Regions from separate parts of the Arabidopsis thaliana genome. Here region 2 is linked to region 1. A link is a contact called in public ChIA-PET data. All regions are on one chromosome and are shown on one strand. Each heading gives the region's core, a stretch centred on a gene start, on an enhancer-like site or on the middle of the called end of the contact. The rest is flanking DNA. Distances are from core to core; before and after follow the strand shown. Region 1 holds the start of SHM4 (serine hydroxymethyltransferase 4). Region 2 holds the start of AT4G14000 (Putative methyltransferase family protein).

Region 1 (3,755 bases), core at 280-2,779:
ATACAAAACCACCTACTCTCCTCTCCAAACCCCATGATCATGCCATTCTCTAGCAAATATTAAATACTTAATATTCTTTGATCAACCGAGGGCACGATGCAATAATAATAAATAAATTTGTTAACCATAACAACTCCTCAATCGTGTAGTTAGTTAATTAGTATGTCCACGAAAAAAGGTTTCAAAGGGAGGCTACCAACTATTTCTTGTTTATAAAAATGTGTGTTTAATGGCTCTTTTCATATGCTAAATTATAAAATTTGTGACAGAGAATATCTAAGACTTTAGTGGAATAACAAACTTATTTTTTCTCATTAGAAACTGAGAGTATCGAAAAATAACAATTTGTACACATTTCATTTGGCATTTTCAACATAAGCAAAATGGGCGAAAGAGTTGGATATGTTCTCTAACTATAATGTGATGTTAATTTGGATATGGTATCGATTAAGTGATCTAGTCAGGATGCTAAGCAAAGACCACCAATTTCTTATAATGTTGGGATAATGAATAGTGAGGCAAAGTGATGCTGTAGTTACACATATGATGAGTTGTCACTGAAATTATAACATAAACATAAACAAGGATATAGTCTTATAGAGGGTACGGTTACACATATGATGAGTTGTCATTGAAAATTATAACGTAAACATAAACAAGGATATAGTCATATAGAGGGTACGGTGACTTCGTGATTCTTAGTGATGATTGATGAATATGAACTAAGATTCATCCGCAAGTAACTTTAAAATCAGATTACTATGAAAATACAATTTTAATTTTGCGTTATCCGTTTTCAAGTGTTTCGTTTAAGACCGTATAAAGTTTTATTTAGCTTGGAGATATGTGAGAGACTATTTTTATCCGCAAAATTCATATGTTTAAATTCATCGTGAATACTTCCTTTGTGAAAAAGCTTTAAAAAATACATTATTAACATTTAAGGGGTTAATCACATAATATTGAAGCGGATAAATTGTTGAAATCTTCACAACATAGATGAAAATTTTGTGGTCGACAATGTTGACGTTGGTTTAATTACCTTTGCATTGTTAACACATAATACATCTTATTTACACCAGATGTACGACCATTTGAGTTTTGAAAGGTTAAACTATGAAAAACTATAGAGTTTCTTATTAAAATGTAATTACTCCTATCTAAAACACTGGGCTGAATCAAGATCATGGGCCCTCAAAGCCCTTTTTCCAATTTTAATTCCTCCGATTTATAGGGATTTATACAGTTTTTTTTTTTTTTTTGGAATCAATAGATTATATTTTTGTTTGTAATTACTTTTTATTTTCTACCAACAAATTCAATTTCTGATGTCAAAAAAATAAAAATAATCCGAGAGAGAGATTTACCCAACACAACCTTAAATGCAATTGGGCCTTAAGTATCCATCTAATCATAATTAATTAAGGGAAACAAATATTGGTAAGAGGGTAAAATAGTCAAAACACACTAAGCTTGTTCTCCTACCACACACACCTAACCAACTAACACCAAAATTAGCAAAGGAGGACAAATCCGTAATTTACCCCATTTTCTACTCCTCTTTTAAACCCAACCGCCTCTCTTCCCACTTCTCACTCTCTGATCTCAGATCTCTCCCTCCCTCTTTCTCCGATCTCAGATCCATTCAACAATCTACAAAGAAGATGGAACCAGTCTCTTCATGGGGTAACACCTCTCTCGTCTCCGTAGATCCAGAGATCCACGACCTAATCGAGAAGGAGAAACGTCGGCAATGTCGAGGAATCGAACTTATCGCTTCCGAGAATTTCACTTCCTTCGCCGTCATCGAAGCTCTCGGAAGTGCCTTAACCAACAAATACTCCGAAGGTATTCCTGGTAATCGTTATTACGGAGGTAACGAATTCATCGATGAGATCGAGAATCTTTGCCGTTCAAGAGCTCTCGAAGCTTTCCATTGTGATCCAGCAGCGTGGGGCGTTAATGTTCAGCCGTATTCTGGATCTCCGGCAAATTTCGCTGCTTACACGGCTTTGCTTCAGCCTCACGATCGTATCATGGGGCTTGATTTGCCTTCAGGTGGTCATTTGACTCATGGTTACTATACATCTGGTGGTAAGAAGATCTCTGCGACTTCGATCTACTTTGAGAGTCTTCCGTATAAGGTGAATTTCACCACTGGTTACATTGATTACGATAAGCTTGAAGAGAAGGCGTTGGATTTCAGGCCTAAGTTGCTTATCTGTGGTGGTAGTGCGTATCCTAGGGATTGGGATTACGCTAGATTTAGAGCTATTGCTGATAAGGTTGGAGCTCTTTTGCTTTGTGACATGGCTCACATCAGTGGTCTCGTTGCTGCTCAGGTATATTATAAGCCTATTCTCATTTGTATTGATATTGTGTTTCATGTAGATCTGGTTTTGTTTTAGCATTATGAATTGTTTAGAACGAAGATCTGCATTCATTGTGTCAAGTCTAGTGTTTTCAGGGTTATCAAATGTTCTTCTTCCCAAGAACGAATCATATCACATTGTTAAAGTCGTTTGATTTTACTTGTGCCGTCTCATTTTAGTCTCCTAGTTTATAGTTTAACTCCTATAAGAATGTTTAAGTGAACACAGGATGAGATTCAATTCTTTTCAGTAACTAAAACCAACCTATTAGCCTGATGAAGTTTGGGGATTACTCTAATGTTACTTGCCAAGATTGAGTTTTTTTTTTTTTTTTTTGCATTCACCGACAGAACTGATTGAGTTTTAATCATATTTACAGGAAGCTGCAAACCCATTTGAGTACTGTGACGTTGTGACAACCACAACCCACAAGAGTTTGAGGGGTCCAAGGGCTGGTATGATTTTCTACAGGAAGGGTCCAAAACCACCAAAGAAGGGTCAACCCGAGGGTGCAGTCTATGATTTTGAGGACAAAATCAACTTTGCTGTATTCCCTGCGCTTCAAGGTGGTCCTCACAATCACCAGATTGGTGCTCTAGCTGTTGCGTTGAAGCAGGCTAATACTCCTGGGTTCAAGGTCTACGCAAAACAAGTGAAAGCCAATGCTGTTGCCCTTGGAAACTACCTAATGAGCAAGGGTTACCAGATTGTGACCAATGGAACTGAGAACCACCTTGTTCTCTGGGATCTTCGCCCTCTTGGATTGACCGGTGAGTGAATTATATCTCAGAGAAAAAAACCCACTTTTGCGACCCTATGGTTTCTGGAACTAGTCCTGATGTTTATATATTCTTCTGTCAGGAAACAAGGTTGAGAAGCTCTGCGATCTGTGCAGCATTACATTGAACAAGAACGCAGTATTTGGAGACAGTAGTGCTCTTGCTCCTGGAGGTGTAAGAATCGGTAAGAGGGAAATTCTGAAATGTTCTTGACAATGGCCATTGAATCTCATTTGTGGGATCTTGCTAACATATAAATATATATGTGTTTGTGTAGGTGCACCCGCGATGACATCGAGAGGATTGGTGGAGAAGGACTTTGAGCAGATAGGAGAATTCCTGAGCCGTGCAGTGACACTGACGTTGGACATCCAAAAGACATACGGTAAGTTGTTGAAGGACTTCAACAAGGGTTTGGTGAACAACAAAGATCTCGATCAGCTCAAGGCTGATGTCGAGAAGTTCTCGGCGTCTTATGAGATGCCTGGATTCCTCATGTCTGAGATGAAGTACAAGGATTAGAGATCTTTCTCTATATGCAAGAGTAATCTTCTATTATTATCTACCATATATATAAAATATGCTTTTGTAGGATCGCCTTAAA
Region 2 (3,929 bases), core at 118-2,617, 41 kb before region 1:
TCTTTCTCTATCATAGACAAGAATTGCCTTGTCCCTCCACCGACCCCGAAATAGTACTTCTTTGCAGCCATATACACTGCTCCATCAGGATACGCCAGACACTGCAAAGAACCAAGTGTTGAACCTCCAATGAATCTTTAAGAATGATCGTAAAAGTTTCTGCTATCTAGGAGAAAACGAGAGTGTACCCTTTTAATCAATTCATATTGACTTTTCTGAGCGGAGATGGAATATATCGTCTCAGCCATTAGAATGATGTCATAACCACCCTTCTTATTAGTCTCACCATCACTATTAACTAGTGGAAGAACCTGATGAACTTCACTCCACTCACCAGCAAAGAAGCGTACTTCTGTTTCACTTACTGAGACAGAGGAAGACTTCTCAGACAGATTAGCATTCAGATTCGGAATGGTGAGACATCGAAGAACCTCAGCATTGAAGTCCTGGAAATGAACAGCATCTGAACCCTAAACACCAAAAGGAACCATAATATCTAAGAAGATGTGACTTAGCCACAGAGTATAATAAAGCTTAGACAGCATCAACTTACCTTGAGACACGCATAGATTCCTGGAAGTGCATGACCACATCCAAGCTGAGTATATAGATTCAATATCTTATGTTAGTGATGTGAAGAACACGTTGTATCCATCATTGTTTGACACCTAAGGCAAAAGAGCCTACCTCGAGAACCCGCTTTCCGGAAAATGATAAGTTTCCGGTTTGTGATTCTTTCTCAAGAGCTTTAACAAGATCAATCGATCCTTCCCAAAGCTTAAGCCCGCCTAGATTCAATCGAATTCAAGAGTTACAAAACTGCTTAATGCAGGGGGATACACATCACATAAACTACAACTAGAACAAATCATTCACCTTCATAGACTCCAGGAACCAAATCTGAATTAGGCAATCCAAAAACCTCTTTAGTGCTCACACGACCCTATAACCAAACCAGAAACTAACAAAACTCAATTTCTCCATTACTTTCTCAAAGTTTGGTGAATTTTCTCGACAGAAACATACCTTCAAAAGAGTGATCTCGCCGATAGTCAATTTATCCACTTCGAAATCAGTGGAGGAAGACACCTACTGCGACGAAATCACCAGAAATCAAAAAGAGGGAAACTTACATAAGAAATTGAAGATGGAGTTGCAGAGGAAGTAGTAGTGACGATACCTCGAAGGATAATACTTCAACAGGAGGAGGAGGTGGAGGAAGAGCTGGCTCTGATGAATCAAGGAACCCTAAACCTAGACCAGAACCTTGAGAAGAAGAAAACAGCTGAAACGTCGGTTTCGTCGCCATTGCACAAAACTTCGGCGGCAGCTATCCAAAGTGTAGAGGCCAGAGCACAGAGGAGCAAATACAAAACCCATTGAACCGGTCGGTACGAGATTGGATTTATCGGTTCACTAAACCAATCAATTTTTCTTTTGGGGGAACCAATCAAATTATACACAATTAACTTTTGAATTAAGAGAAAATATGACATTATTTGAGTTTTTTTTATCAATAATTAACAAAATTAATAATCTAAAACTTAATTTACAGGATACTATATGGACGGCATAATTTTTGTTTAGTTAAAAAATTAAATTTGGCTATAAATATAAAATAATAGTTTCACAAATAGTAAAAACATTTGCATCCAAAGTTCTTTACAGCAAAACAAAAAGTTCTCTCTTTTTTCCTACATATCTTTTACAGAGATGAACTCTGTTTCTACCGACTGAATTTTTCAGTAAATCGCCGTCTCGTATGACTCGGGCTTTTATCCAGCATCTTATGACTCTGTTAGCCAAGATAGTTGGCTTCCGTCCGGAATCAACTGGCTTCCTCAGCCGTGATTTCCGGCTTCTCTTCTGACATGGATGGTTTCTTTAACATCTTTGGTCGGCTTCCGTCTGGAATCTATTGGCTTCCCACGCAGTGATGTCCAGCTTATCAACTGACATAGATGGTTTCGTTAACATCTTTTAGTCGGCTTCCATATTTGTTTGCTTTAAATAATTTCATGGGATTTCTCATTGGTGATTGCAATTTAGTAAATTTCACTAATCAATTGTTTTCACTGATTTATCTTTTGAGTGTTTGGTTTTTTAATTGGGAAAGGTTTTTTAATTATCCCAGTGATTTGCAATTTTAATTAAAGAGAAGAAGTAGAAGAACTGAAGCATACTATCAATTCCCTTTAGCTGTTATCCTCTTATGGGCTCCGATTTTGTTAAACGGTGAAAAACCACAAAATTTACTGAACAAATTAATATCGACGATGACTCTTGTCACCGGAATCGGTGGTGAACGGCAAGGTTAAAGTCGGTCTGTGATGGAAGCTCTCTGTTTGTTCTAATTGAAACACGTGTTAGTGATGGAGGCTTTTTGTATTTTCCTCTTCATTAGGGTTATGTTTAGGCTCATGTTGGGCTTTAATTAATTCTTGTAAAATTATAGTTATACGGCTTTTGTTTATATTAGCCCATATTGATTGGTTCAGTTCAATAAAATCCAACTTTTGTGGAAAAAACAAAAAAAAAGTTCTTACAGCAACAAGTAAACACTCGTTACCAATAAACCCTTATCAAAATTCACAAATTGTTTCAAAAGAAAATCATCATGTGCACGACGTGGTATAAAATTTAGTATTTGATTAGATTTGAATACATATCGAAACTTAAAGTATATTATATTTTGTTTTGAATACTATTATTTCTAAACCAAAAGTATAACAAAGAAATAAAAAGAAATCCAACCTAAATCGAATTGAATTCCAAATTGCACATAAATTTTTTTTTAATATACTTGATGCTTAAAATATATATAGTATTAACATGCAACACATAATCTAATTTGTTTTTTATCATAAAATATTTGAGAAAATAAATAAGATTTATGCCAGGATTGCATAAACTTTTTGTTGGAAACATTGCAAAGAACACAATGTTTTCCCATAGAAAAACAAGATGGATGGGTATTTACAGCGAGAATTACAAGAATAACAAAATGGCCGACTTGCACGATTATTAAGAATCACACAATTGGTGGATGATTCAGATTTTTTTTCCGGTTTAAACCATATGAAGTCTCCAAGTGTGCATCTGATGTGAAAAGCAATGCCACAATGATCACATGAATAAAACCATTTCTTTGGATTTATTGTCTCCTCACACATCTCGCACCAGCATTGCTCACATTTGTTTTCTCCATAACATAGAGACAACAAATGATCTTTATCATTTTCGTGTTTAACAATGTTTGGCAGAGTAGAGCATTTAATGTCTAAAACAAATTCACATTCCTCACAACTCAAAACCATTGTTGCTTTTTCTCTACAAGCATTACAAAATCGGCCGCCTGTTAAGTAGCTGACGTATAACGAATGAGGATGACTTTCATGGAAAAAAGGCTCGGAAATAGAACCACATCGCACATCCAATAAAGTGTTTCCATCATCACTTAAGTAAGAAAAACCTTGATAGATGTTTTGACAAGCATTGCAAATGTTTTCTGCATTACCCTGATAATTTGTGATTAGCGAGGTCGACATCTTGTAGAAAGAATCTATTTTCTTTTTTGGGAGATCCACACATTTTTTATGAAGGATGAAATCATCACACTCCATGCAACTATAAAATGGATTAGAAAATATGGGATAAGTGCATATTGTGCACTGTATGCATTCACCGTTACCATCACTCCCTTCTTTAAACTTTAAAGTATGGTCGTGACTAAAATGCTTTATTACCCCTTCTTCGATCTCCTCGTATGATTTGACTTTTAGAGTATTTTTTGATATGCCTTCAAGTTCAATCCCATTCCATATCCCGAATCTTGTGGCACATCTCAAGTGCATGACAAGATCTGGACATTCCGAACAAGAATAAGCCCCACATGTCCAGTTTATCTTTTTATGACATATTCCACATTT

What was found. ChIA-PET counts read pairs in DNA pulled down with a chosen protein or histone mark.
Region 2: an H3K4me3 ChIA-PET map of shoot shows a contact between it and region 1, with 10 read pairs. The contact joins the promoter of AT4G14000 here to the promoter of SHM4 in region 1. A contact is called at or near these places in 2 of 26 Hi-C or Micro-C datasets (leaf and rosette leaf) and 1 of 2 datasets of contacts at active chromatin or transcription factors (shoot).

What each region holds. Positions count from the first base shown.
Region 1 is chr4:8,047,931-8,051,685 of TAIR10.1, reverse strand. It overlaps SHM4 (serine hydroxymethyltransferase 4), which reads left to right and starts at 1,529. Exons shown (of 4, transcript NM_117467.4): 1 at 1,529-2,342; 2 at 2,752-3,142; 3 at 3,234-3,335; 4 at 3,429-3,755. The coding sequence starts at 1,665. The coding sequence ends at 3,673.
Region 2 is chr4:8,088,231-8,092,159 of TAIR10.1, reverse strand. It overlaps AT4G14000 (Putative methyltransferase family protein), which reads right to left and starts at 1,367. Exons shown (of 8, transcript NM_117475.4): 1 at 1,181-1,367; 2 at 1,027-1,089; 3 at 877-943; 4 at 688-788; 5 at 554-598; 6 at 189-470; 7 at 1-101. The coding sequence starts at 1,309. It overlaps AT4G13992 (Cysteine/Histidine-rich C1 domain family protein), which reads right to left. Exons shown (of 1, transcript NM_001125505.2): 1 at 2,813-3,929. The coding sequence ends at 2,892. It also overlaps the pseudogene AT4G13996.